Regions from separate parts of the Arachis hypogaea genome. Here region 1 is linked to region 2. Evidence: chromatin contacts called from public Hi-C data. All regions are on one chromosome and are shown on one strand. The core of a region is the stretch at or near the end of the contact, and the rest is flanking DNA. Distances in the headings are between cores, read along the strand shown.

Region 1 (7,470 bases), core at 2,084-4,583, 39 kb after region 2:
TCCTGCCAAACATCGGTAGGAATCGGAAGAGGTTGGAGGAGACCGGCAGGCAGTAGTGTGGAGTACTTCGCCTATTGGCAGATAGAGCACTGGCACACATAATCCTTGACCATACGAGCCATATCCTTCCAGAAAAATTGGGGAGTTAACCGGCACAATGTCTTTTGATAACCACCATGTCTACCAATGGTTGAGTCATGGCACTCATAAAGAAGCTTCGGGATGAGGGACGAAGTCAAAGGGATTATCAGTCGGTCCTTCCAAAACCAAAGACCCTGTCGGTGCTGCAAATTTCCAGACCGAAGATCCACCTCAGAAATTAAATCCGAGGGGTTGAAGTGCTGAAGATCGGACCGTAACTGCGTGAGAATGTCGCAAGTGAGTGAGGTGACAGCAAGAAATTGGCGAGATAGCCCATCGGCACCTTGATTATCCGAGCCCTTTTTATATTCTATCTCAAAGTCATAGCCCAAGAGTTTGGCCAACCAAGTATGCTGCTCTGGCGTTTGAATGGTCTGAGCTTGGAGTTCCTTGAGACTCTTGTGATCCGTTCGTATCACGAACCTGTGACCAAGCAAGTAGTGGCGAAACTTAGCCACCGCTGCTAAGATTGCTTGCATTTCCCGGGCATAGACGGATTGCTTCTGAGCCGTGCAGGAAAGTTTCTTCGAAAAATAAGCGATGGGATGTCCAGCTTGGCTGAGAATCCCCCCAATACCGGTACCCGAAACATCTGTCTCAAGCACAAAAGGTTTGGAGAAGTCGGGAAGTGCCAGGACTGGTGCATGAGTCAGAGCCTCTTTCAATGTCACAAAAGCATCCGAGGCTGAAGGCGACCACACAAACCCCTCTTTGCACAACAAGTCAGTGAGTGGTGCTGTCAGAGTGGCAAAATTGCATATGAACTTTCGATAGTAACTCGCCAATCCCAAAAATTCCCGGAGTTGCTTTACTGAGGTTGGAGTCGGCCAACCACGAATTGCTTCAATTTTTGAGTCATCCCCTCTCACCCCCTCAAGTGAAACCACATGGCCTAGGTACTCTACTTGTGTTTTTCTGAAGGAGCATTTAGAGAGTTTGACAAATAGAGAATGGTGCTTGAGCACGCTTAAGACATACACCAGATGATGTAGATGAGACTGCCAATCAGCACTATAAACCAGGATATCATCAAAGAAGACAAGGAAAAATTTTCGTAAGACCTCAGAAAAGATAGAATTCATCAAATACTGGAAGGTAGCAGGGGTATTAGTCAGACCAAATGGTATAACGAGCCATTCGTATAAGCCCTGGTATGTCCTGAAAGCTGTCTTAAAACAATCCTCCGGTCTGACACGAATCTGATGGTACCCCGAGCGGAGGTCGAGTTTAGAGAAGAACCGAGCACCAAACAATTCATCGAGTAATTCATCCACCGTCGGCATAGGAAAGGAATCCTTGATGGTGGCATGATTGAGGGCCCGATAATCAGTGCAAAACCTCCATGAACCGTCTTTCTTTTTCACCAACAGCACGGGCGAAGAGAAGGGGCTAGTGCTTGCTGTATGATGCCCTCGGCTAACATCTCAGCGATGATCTACTCAATCTCAGCCTTTTGCCTATGATGATATCGATAAGGGCGGACCTTAATAGGCGTCGTGTCGGGCAACAAGGTAATGGTGTGATCATGTACTCTCGGCGGGGGCAAGCCTTTTGGAACCTGAAAAACAACTGAGTAATCCCGTAATATAGTAGCCAAGTTGGGCACCAAATCAGAAGGTAATTCCAAAAGAGGAGGGGTGTCTGTAACCGGTTCATGGAGCTGGAGTGTATACCTTTCCATAATCTCATCTCTTATGTGCAAATGCCGTAACTGATGAAATTGTGCCGGGGCCGGGTTGGCATCTTTTTCACCCTGCAAAGTAACCATTTCAGCCCCAACCATGAAGGTAATGAATTTTTCCCTGTAATTTACCAAATGGGTGGCGAGTGTCTTAAGCCAAATATCCTTTAAAACCAGCTCCTCACTAGCAATGGGAAGTACGAAAGCCGATATAAGGAGCAAATGATCCTGAATGGAAATAGGTAAATCACGAACCTTACCCTCGCATTGGAGCAAAGCATCATTGCCCACCTCAACCTTGAATCTTGGGGAATGATGAACGGGCACTGCCAGGCGTCGAACCAAAGCCGGGTGAATGAAGTTATCCGAGCTGCCACCATCCATGAGTACGCGGATGTCCCTGCCGTGCACCAGACCGCGGAACCTAATCGACCGTCGGGCAGGGATGCCGGCCATGGCATTGTACGAAAGGTGGAGGGGCTCGACCCTGTCCTCAGCTAGTACCGGCGGGATTTGGTCCACTTCAGAAATTTCAATTGCAGAGTCCTGATCAGTAGGGACTTTCTCTACAGTTTGGATAAGAAAATAGTGCTTGGAAGCACATTTATGGGAAGGGGAATAACGCTCGTCACAGGTAAAACATATGCCTTTTTCTTGCCGAAACTGTATCTCTATCGAGGTTAATTTGTGCATTGTGTTAGGCTTTGGAGGGGTGGGAAGCAGTGGAGGATTTTGAGGCAGTGGTTGTGCAGGGGAAACAGTAGTGAGTGGTTTTGGGGCTAGGGTGGTGGTAGGTCGAGCCGGCGGTTGCAGTGTCTGAGCAACGGCAAAACGCCAGCGTTGGGTGTGGGGCAGAAACTTTTCCTTGAACAATTTGGCAAGAGAAACCGCTTGCAACAAAAAGATCGGTGAACGGGCTTTCACCTCCCGTTTCAATTCCGGATGAAGACCACCCACAAAGCAATCCAAAAGCAAAGCATCATCTAAGCCATATACACGGGCGGCTAGGTCGTTAAAGGATTCAAAGTAAGCATTCACCGTGGTGGATTGTTTCAATTTCAGTGGCTCCTCTCGGGGGTTTTCAAAATGGGACGGCCCGAATTGCTTTTGCAAGGCAGTGGAGATGGCAAGCCAATCAGCCATAGGTTCGAGTCTCTCCCACATCTGAAACCAAGCAAGGGCCCGGCCCTCCAAATTGACGGCCATCAGATCCAATCGTTGGTCCTCCGGGATATCATAGATCAGGAAGAAGCGTTCCACGCGATAAATCCATTGGGAGACATCCTCCGCGCCAGAGAAACGAGGGAAATCCACTTTCATCTGCTGAGGGTGGCCAAAGACAGGGGAGGACGGTCCGCGTCTCAGGAATTCTGCCAAGTGCTGGGCAAACTGCTCCTGTAACGAACCAATTCTTTGTGTGTGAGAGGCGAATTGCTCGATGTAGCCATCCGATTGCTCGGTTAAACGAGAAATTGTAGCTTGCAATGTTTGGAGACGCGTATTCTCTGTCATTGGAACTCAATGGAAGCACCAATTGATAACAATTGCAAGCTATGATGGATTCTGATGAAGAATTGAAAGTGGTACAAGTGTAGTATAACAGCATAAGTATAGTATAGTAGTATTAGAAAAGAGTCCAAGTAATCAGAGTATGAGAGAATTAGATGGAAGGAATGAAGGAATCAATGCCAGGTTCACCTGCAAGGGGGGATCTGAATTAGAATGTGAAGTTTTCAGAGTGCACAGAGAAAAGTTATCAAGTCAGAAGAGAAGACTCACATTACACACACCTCATCAGGGTCTTTTCTCCCTTCTTATTTACCCTCTTTCTTTCCTCTTTGTATCATGTTCTTTCTAAAATTAGTTTCAATATCTCCCAAATCAAATTCCTAACATCCTTCAATCATATTATTACTTATTAAAATATAATTTCTCTACAGAAATTATGAAGGTTAAATTAAAATTTTTTAATAACTTTAATTATGCAACTCATATTTTACATATAGGCTATTAGAAAATAAAAAATAAAATATAAATATAAACAAAAATTAAAAAAATAAATTTTTTGAAATAATTATTAACTTGTTATATTAAAATCAATAAATAAGCATACATATGAATATTAAATAAAAAATATTAAAATAATTAAAATTATTACTTATTAGTGCACATATGAGATAATTTGAAGAATGCAATAAGATGCTTAGTTTAAAAATTGGTAATGTTAATTATAAAAATTTATTAATTATAGACATTATAGGTATGAAATTATGAATATTATGTGCACAAAATTATGGAGGTTATTAATATGAAATTATGGATGTTATGTGTATAAATTTATAGATGTTATGAGTAAATTTATCAATTAAATAAATTAATTTAAGAATTTGACATTTTTTTAAATTCAATTATGATAAAATTTAAAACATCTGTGTTAACTTGATAGTTACTTATGCAATAACTAAAAAATGATATGTGTATGGATGTAATATCTAATAAATATGAATTTAATTTTTAGATGTTAGTTGTATGTAATTATAGATGTTATGTATATGAACTTATGAATGTTATTTGTATGAACTTAGTTAGTACAGTATAATTATAAATGCACATAAAAACACACACAAAAATTATATCAGTTTATTACCATACCTCATCAAAACTAGTGTGGTTTTCTATATTCTCGAAAATTGGTTGACTGGCAATAATCTCATTGGGTGAGTCCGTCTGTTGTTCAAATTATTCTTCAACTTCTTCTAACATAGGTACCATGTTAAAATTGATTTCAAATATCATACTATTTGCAATGATAAAGGCAGACTGCTTGTAAATTTTTTTAGCCTATCCCAATTGTACTTGTAATTGAACTAGAATTGTGATTTTTGACTTCTAAGCTATACGACCTTCAATTCATGATCTTTGTAACAATGATAAAAGTTTTTAACAAGGCTTTCACGCTTTCTAATTCCTGAAATGGTAATAAATGAATTAAAGAAAATAACAATTAAAGCCAATTCATTTAATGAATATTATTACCAGTTCTTTATTATTATTAGTCTTTATTGTATTTTTTAATATAAAATTTAAATTATAAAAAAGAATATTAAGTAATAATTATAAGAATGCCTAATAGTTAGAAATATGATATTAATAATATCATTAATAAGTAAGACTGATAAAAGTATGATAAGTGGATTGATAGAAGAGTGAAATAAAAAATAAAAAATAATAAATGTGCTTAAGTTATATAAATGAAGTAAATTTTAAAAAAATTTAGCTAGTTATGACTAAATTTTGTTATTAAACTTTTTTCTATTTATAAATATTGTTAATTAACTGCGGACTAAAACAATAAATTTATAGTGGCCCTTGTAGCATTATTGATATCATATTTTGCACTTAGGATTTGATCGGTTCTATTTTGATAAATGAATTTATAATTACATCCACTTTGTATGGTTTGCAAAAATGAATCAAATCTAATCCAACACTTTTATTTATATCACTTTGAATTTAAGTACCTCTATCTATGATGAAAATAGGAGAATATAAGTAGAAATGGAAATAAGTTATGTTAGGTCAGATTTTATCCTTAATAAGTTAAGTTTGTAATAAAGTTTATAGTTTTGTTATACATACAAGTATTTTTCATATATAAGTTCATATAAGTTAATTCTAACTTAACAAAATTTACTTACATAATACGCGCGTAAAATTACGTTGTTTCTCTTCTAATATTTGTATCACGTTTCTTCCTCCTATTCCTCCTTCCTTTTCTCTTTCTTTTTTGCATTTTTCCTCTTTTTTTTCGTGTGTTTCATCCTCATTGTCGTTCTTTTAATTACTGTTGTTGTTGTATTTTTTTCCTCCTCCTCTTTTTATTAATTTTACAACATTATGTATTTTTTTTCTTTGTTTGATTTTTTCCTCCTAAAAAAATTATAAGAATATAAAATAAAAAAATGAAGAAGAAGCAGCTGCAGAAGATGAAGAAAAGTTTTAAATTATGCAGAACTTATAAGAATAATAATACACCGAAATATTTTCAAAATACACAGCAAGTATTCCAAAATATACCGAAACGAAAATGGAACAGATTCATCACAATCATAATTCAGATTCAGAACTCCTACATAAAAATTTCGCTAGAAATGCACAAAAATATTTTCTTTAATGCATCTTTTCTTCTTCTTTTTTTTCTTATTTCTTTTTTTTTTTAGTTGAATGAATATAGGTTCATCATCTTCTAAGTAATCTTACAGCATTATGTATTTTTTCTTCTTCTTTGTTTTATTTTTTTATTCTTGTTAAGAGGGTAAAATAAGAAGAAATTTGAAAAAGTAAAACAAGAAGAAAAAGATGAATAAGAAAAAAAAAGACGATGATGAAATCAAGTTCTGAAATTAGTTTTGAACAATTATCTCGTTGTTGAAGATAATGAATGATTCAAGTTCAGATTGTCAATTGAACCAGAGCAAAGTGAATTATTGTTTTGAATCCAATCAAGTAGTTGATGTGTGGTTTGATTCTAGTTAATGTTTTTGTTAGTAGTTTATGATTGTATAAGTGAATAATATTATTTTTATTTGTGAAAATTGTTGTTCGTCATTGATGGTTTGAATTGAATGTAATATAGTTGTTCTGCATTAAAAAAAATATTTTTGTTTATTTGCATCAAAGGTATAAACCAAGATATTTATGTGTATTATTTAAGAATTTTCGGTGTTTTTGTATTGATAAATTTTACATAATTCAAAACTCTTCCTCTTCTTCCTCCTCATCTTCTGCTGCTTCTTCTTTTCTTTCATTATCATCACCATCTTCTTCTTTTTCCTTGTTCATCTTTTTTTTCTTGTTTTACCTTCTCAAATTTTTTCTTGTTTTACTCTCTTAACAAGAATAAAAATAAAAAAAATCAAACAAAAAAGAAGAAGAAACACATAATGTTACAAAATTACTTGGAAGACGATGAACTTACATTCATTCAACTAAAAGAAAGAAAGAAATAAGGAAAAAAAAAGAAGAAAAAAATGAAGCCTTGAAGAAAACATTTTTCTGTATTTGCAGCAAATTTTAATGTAAAACTAAGATATTTATGTGTATTGTTTAAGAATTTTTAATGTTTTTGTACTGATAAGTTCTGCATAATTCAAAACTCTTTCTCTTACTCCTCCTCATCTTTTGTTGCTTCTTCTTTTTTTATTAATTTTTTTAATTGAATGAATGTATGTTCATCTTCTTTCAAGTAATTTTGTAGCATTATGTGTTTTTTCTTCTTCTTTGTTTGATTTTTTTGTTTTTATTCTTGTTAAGAGAATAAAACAAAAAAAAACTTGAGAAGGTAAAACAAGAGAAATAATAAATAAGAAAAAAGATGATGATGATAATGAAAAAGAAGAAGAAACAGCAGCAAAAGATGAAAATGAGAAAGAGAAAGAGTTTTGAATTATGTAGAACTTATCAGAATAAAAATACACTGAAATATTTCCAAAATACACCATAATATTTTCAAAATACACTACAAGTTTTTTAAAAACAATGGGCATGGTTAAAAATTTTAAGAGAAAAAATAATGTGAATATACTAGGCTTGATAGAGACAAAGAAGAATGAAGTTACTAAGTTTGACGTAGTGCAAATTTGGGAAAA
Region 2 (6,754 bases), core at 2,485-4,984:
CTGCCAAATTCATCCGAAATTCACCTGAAATTATAAAAACACTAAAACAATTTAAAGTATCATCCAAAGATGATTTTTGCATTAACATATAATAAAAAGCAACTAGAAAATGAGGGGAAAAAGGGTATAAGATGCTCACGCACAATCAGCAAGGTACTTTCACACATGGTTAACATATATAATAAAGTAGTTTCCTAACAACAATTTATAATAATTGAACTACAATTATATTCATTCTACTGATACAAACTATAATATGGATTTGTCAATGGCATTTGGAAGTCCTCTTCATCTGGAGAAAAGTGTTCCTCCTGCTCCATGGGTTGAGAGTGGTAAGAGCATATACCTACATCAGATAATACGTATTTAACTTAATATTATCATAGAGACAAACTATAACAAAATAATTCAAAAAAAAACTAAAGAACAAACTTCATCAACCTCCTCCCCAAAATTAGGAGTGTAGTAGTTATCTTCATCGACATCATCCTCGTGGCTAGGCTGCTGTCCCTATCGGCGATTTGACTGGCAAGAAAATCGATTGTGCCCAACCAGATGACAAACGCTGCACCGTCTCACGCCCCTAACCAAAGTATGGTTAATTGAGTCCTTCTTTGGCCTCTTCTTGCGACGCACAACAAGTGGGTATTGAACACACCCTCGAGTGTGGATGATTGGCTGACAACCGCGGGTGGGGAAGGCCCAACATTGGTATCGAGCTTTAATCGAGTGATCTTGCTGTGTTCTTCTCAGTGACCATTTCAAATTGATCTTCCCTCGCTGAAGCAAGCACACACATCTCCCTATATAGGTCATTTAGCATCCAATTGCAACAAGTTACCATAGAGTCCTAACAAAATGGTCCCTTGTCAACACATTGCCTCACTTTCGACCGAGCGTTCTTAGACCACCTCTCCAAAGCAAAACTCATTGGGATTTCCATGAAATCAAGATGTACCAGAAGGGCCGCAATATGATCACATGGTATTCCAAGGGATTCTATCCTTAAACAAGAGCAATTAAAATTCTAATCCTTGGGATAGTGCGAAACATGCTAGCCGTTCTAAGAATTGTCCAACTGTGAAATGGTGTATATGTCCAATGTTGGAGTCAACGTACAAGACTAGACCTTTAATGTACATGCACGTGACAGCATTGGCCGAAACAAGAGAAATATCTCCCTCGTTAGTAATTTTGCAGTAGACCTCCAAATCATGTAAAGGACTTTGCAACACCAAGTGTCCAACCATGCTATGCATATCGGATTGTGTTTGTTGAGACCTCATCTCCGATACACAGTGAAAAAATTGTTCAATAAAGTCCTTCAAATTATGGTGGGAGTGAAAAAAGTTACCAAGCGTTGAATGCAAACCCTCGTATTTTGATGTCGTCCAAAATCTACCGAAAAAGTGGCCACGAATGCGAGCTATTACCCACATTTTTCTCCAGTCATAAAGGTCACAAACCCACCGATTATTTTGAAGTTGAAGCTCAGTGACCAATCTCTCCCACCTAGCTTCAAACTCTGAAACCTCATAATAAGAAAGTATGCATTTCTTAAACTCAGATGTAAATATTGAATTTGCCAAATTCGATGTTGCATTCTGGAGGAGATGCCATGCACAGAGATGATGATAAGTCATAGGAAATACTTTTTTAATGGCCTTTCTCATTCCTCCGTTCCCATCTGTGACAACAAACTCAAGAGCTTTTCCCTTCATAACTTTCAAAAATCTTTCAAGTAGCCAAGAATATGTTCCTTACTCTCATTTGCAACAAGGGCAGCAACAAAAACAATGGTTTGGTTATGGTGATTTATGCCAGAAAATACAATCAGTGGGCACATGCACTTATTCTTCCTATAAGTTGCATCAAATGCTACAACATCTCTAAACAGATGGTAATCTAATTGACTACAGTTATTAGACTAAAAAAGTTGCACCAAACGGCCCTTTTTGTTCACTAAGTAACATACAAACGTTTCAAGATTCTCCTCTGTAAATGATTTCAACCACCGAAGATAAGACATTGCATCGCCCGCTATTATTTTTCTCTGTTTATCAATGTGGTTGTATATGTCTCTCTTCAAAAATGGTACATTTTGAAAACCTCCACAGTGTGCACAAATGATGAATAGATCTGTGGTATTTTGATCCCAACTCTCAACATCATAATCATTTGTTCAATTGCAATAGCATTCATCTTCCTATTCCTAGGAAGCATAAATGTAAGTGTTTCGTCAAGCATCTTGTGGTTGTGAACACCCTCAAAGTATGAAATAATACATGCGCCAAACAGCCATATCTAGTCTCAGGCTTAGGCTCCCGCTTACGTTCGTGGGCCTCCTTATCAGCAGCAAATTCTTTAAACCCCTGCCTAAAGCAAACAAACTGTTGTTGTCTCACCTGTTCATTGGTATTTTGCCTTAGCCTTCTCTTCTTTGTGGCAAACTTATTCATTTTTGCATATAAATTATAGAAAGCAAAAGCTACACGTCAATTGAAAAAATTGTAGCAATCTCATCTGATCAAAAGTTATTCCTTTAAAGTTAATTCAAAATCAGCAATCCTGTCAATGCCTTTGTCTTCCCAGTTTTTGTAAAAATCATCACCAACATTATCGCCAGAACCCTCTATATTCGCATCCTCACCTACTTCCAATGAAGGTTCATCACCTAGATAAACATCTGGGTCATCGGAAACCAGTTCTTCTTTATTGCTGACACACAAATCTTTGTCAGCCATAGCCGCTGCACCATGAAAATAAGAGACTACATTTTCCTCTTCCATTCTTGCATACACCCATCGAAAAAAAATATTGCATTTAAAAAAAATATGCTGTAAATATAAAACTTAGATAATGAATTATGGATCAAAACTGAAGCTGAAGTTGATTATAGTAACAACAATAAATCTACATGATTATAGTAACAACAGAAAGGCTTGGGCTGGGCCTACCTATCCCGATAGGACCTCATAAAGGAACGGGAGCAGTTGAAAGGTTCCATATTGCCGAGCCGAAGGGCAGCACTCCTGTACGTAATCGTAGTATGTCACGTCGTCTCGTCTCCGCTGCATTGAAAAGTACCTATGCACTATCTCCGGTTCACTGATAAGGAAGATAGAGTTAGTTGGGACGGGAGTCTACGATGTGATACAATTCTTTATTTTGTTGATTATAATTACAACAATAAATCTACATGATTATAGTAACAACAATTCTTTATTTTGTTCCTAAATAATTTCGTGAAAAATGAATTTAACTAAAAACTGTTTGTTGCATGTAAACCCTGCAAGAATTGAAAAGAGAAGGCGGCGACGTGACTGACCAAATTAAACGACGATGGCGTCGCTGACAAGAGGAGGGGGCGTCGCGGCGGAAAAGGGGACGATGGACTCTCTTGAGTGTGCCACGATGAGATACACTCATACAGAAAAGGAGTTGCTCCTCTCAAACTTTTTAGTTACAAATCTTTAGTAAGCAAATGCTTTCTTTTTTTTTTTAACCCTCACGTACTTTTACATACAATATTCATTGGCCCATCTTGATCCATTTGAAAAACCGACCCATTTGCCAAAAAAAATAGCTACATCTTCTTTTATCATTTCAACCTTTTAACATAGTTTTACAACAAATAAAATTTGTAGGTGCTCAAAATTGTATTGTCAAAAGACCTGCCACATTATCGTTAACTGTGTCAGAAAATATGGGCAAACAATAAGTCTGGTTTGGGAGAGGCTAATGCTAAAAGTCATCGGTTTGCACAAGGTATTAGGTAACATGGGTTCGGGCTAGGTCTAGAGACCTAATAAGCAACGTTTTTTTTTAATAATATGATTAGATTTTTCATTTTTGTTAACATTTTTTATATAATAAATTATGCCTATTTTAATATATTAATATAATACATCAAATTTAAATTTTATATATATATTAAAATTAAAAAAATAAAATACACTTGTTTTTTAATAAAAAATTCAAAAATTAAGATATAATTAAACTAATAAATATTTTTGTGTTCATTTTTTGTTATTCTATAACATATAGGGTATAATATCATAAATTATATAAAACTTTGATATTTGACCTTTTTCTACTTAATCCATATATCTTACTTACATGAGATTATAAAATTTTAGTTAGTTTTACATTTATAATTTATATATTTTTTAAGATTTATTTTATAATATATTTATATTTTTATATATTTATTTATAATTTTTTATACTATTTTATTATAAATTGATGATTTCGATTATACCACTAGTTGAACTTTTAAATTAATAAACCAATTACTAGTAATTCCATGATCGATTCGGTTCTCTGAAGCTTGGCAGTGACACACGCACTGTGTATTTTTGTTCATACATAGGAATCAAAATCATGCATACTATCTTCTTTTTTTTTTTGTTTTTGGTAATGTCATGCATACTATTTACTATTAAATATTGACATCGAACTACGTCACTGCAAAGAGTTGGATGCATGTAATTGGACCAGATCACCTGCTCATCAAATCATAAAATAAATTAAAGTACTTCAATATTCCAGTTTCGTACCATGGCGGCAACCCAAGCAAGATGCATCGAATCTGAAGAATGTTTACGTGTAGATTAGATACATATTATACAAATACAAATAATATATGACAACGACCGTCCTTCTTATTTGAATAATTGTCATGGCTTTGGATTTCCAGCTTCAATTATTCCAACCATGAATGAAAATGAAATGCATGCATCTTTAGGTTATGTTGCATAAATACCGGTATAGTATCCATAGCAAATACATATAACGTATTATTGAGTACGAAACTTTTTCAAAAAATAAGGTGGTATAGGACAATTCACTTTAATAAACCAAATGCAAACTAAAATTATGTGTATCTTTCAATTAATAAAAGATTACGATAAGCTTTAATTTACATTTCTATATAAATCGAATTGATTAAATTCGATTTAAGAAAATACGTATTAAATTGAAGTAATATGCACACTAAATTCTCTAATAAATCGAATGAAATCATTTCGATCTTAATATCAAGAAATTTGATTTAGCCACGTGAAGCAGCCCATAGTAAATCGAAGCCAATAATTTTGATGGTTTTAGTAAATCAAAACTCATAAATTCGACTTATATGCAATTGGTCCTTCTACTAAATCGAACTCAATGGCTATGATTTAGGGTGAAACTTGCTATATATACAAATTGAATTCATTTTATTTGAACTGCAAAACACACAAACTCCACACCTAACTCCACCATCTAGATCCAAAAATCTTGGAAAACAACCCAAGAAAAATCGAATATATACACATGGAGGACGATCCGAATCGTCTATATCGGCTAGATGGAATCGTGCATATTGTTGGCACCGTCCACCTTGAGGTTAGTGAAAGAATTTTTTTTACATGAATTAGTGATTTTATATATGTTAACATAGTTCGCGTGGTAAAAGCTTATAGTCGTTAATTACGGATCATGAAAAAAAATTACTATATGTGCATGTTAGAAATAGTAAGCTATTAGGTGGTTAAATTTTTATAACTTAAAATGGTACATGAGAAAGTTATCTAGGATTGTAGGATATGTTAGAATTTTGAATTTATTAGTCTTATATTCAACGAGACTTGGTTTATGATTAGGGTTAATTATGAATTTTTTGAGTTAGTTGAAAGAATAAATATAAATATTTTTTGAATTTGTGATGCACTTAGGACAGTTTAGTTTTAGCATTTACTATTTAGTGTTTTTTGTTGAGTCCTATGAAAAATTTGTTGGGCGATATTGTAAATAATTTTTTAAAGTTACAGCTTGCAATGTTTATGGTTTTCAGAATTTTATACATTGAACACTGTTTGATTATGATTGTGATAAGAAATCTGTCATTGTCCAGCCCCATCAATGCATTACCAGTATGAGATGGCAACACGCGATGATGTCACGAGGATTGAGGATTTCGATTCAAACCTCTAGAACTAGATACCATATCCACAAGTTTTGCCAACAGTTATGGAGTCCTCACTTCAAAAAACTGACGACGACAATGGAATAAAACTTGCAAATTTTCGTCACTGTTAATAACGAATGAATCATACTTTGCATAATCGCGTAACACAGAAATCAGGATTCTATAGAACAACTTTTCCACCTGTTTGATGCCATACATACCTAGTTTCTGGAGTATAGTATTTTTAAATTCAGTAAAACTTGTTGAAGGTTTGAGAGTCCTTATCAGTAAACTTAATTCTTGATCGCGTTTTATTCTTAATGGACCCTTTATAGTGCACTAGAGCTAAAAAACTCTTATCACTAGTCATTGTGAATCTCACTATGGTGAAACATTCATGTTGAGCTCGTATTTATATACATTAATACTTTATAAATCAAATTAAATGTCTTCGATTTAATCTCATATAGTATAATAAATAGTAAATTGAAGCTAATAGTATCGATTTATCCTAAATCCTACGAATTATTGTAAATCAACTTTAATGAACTCGATTTATCTAACTGGTGTAAATCAAATCCACTTACTTCGATTTAGTGGGTGTATATGATTTAAATCTATTAGCTTCGATTTACATGTGAATAAGAATTTGTATATAAATTGACTTCTATTGATTTGATTTAGTACGTGTTTCATTAAATCGAATTTACATAAAAATACAAATTGGATCTTGAGATAGCCTTTTACAAATTGAAAAATTCACATCATTTTGCCAAGGGTTTGATTTATTAACGTGTTTTGTCT

What was found. Hi-C and Micro-C count contacts between places; a contact is called where the count stands out from the background.
Region 1: a Hi-C map of leaf shows a contact between it and region 2, with 2.0 times the contacts expected there. The contact joins the promoter of LOC112803962 here to the enhancer-like site in region 2. A contact is called at or near these places in 2 of 8 Hi-C or Micro-C datasets (both in leaf).

What each region holds. Positions count from the first base shown.
Region 1 is chr5:107,369,183-107,376,652 of arahy.Tifrunner.gnm2.J5K5, forward strand. It overlaps LOC112803962, which reads right to left and starts at 3,334. Exons shown (of 1, transcript XM_025847406.1): 1 at 1,577-3,334. The coding sequence starts at 3,334. The coding sequence ends at 1,577.
Region 2 is chr5:107,330,212-107,336,965 of arahy.Tifrunner.gnm2.J5K5, forward strand. No RefSeq gene overlaps it. Among protein-coding and RNA genes, the nearest start is that of LOC112803961, 13 kb to the left of the region's middle. Within about 2 kb of position 3,735, at least 2 of the 3 cell types and tissues checked have open chromatin away from gene starts, as enhancers often do.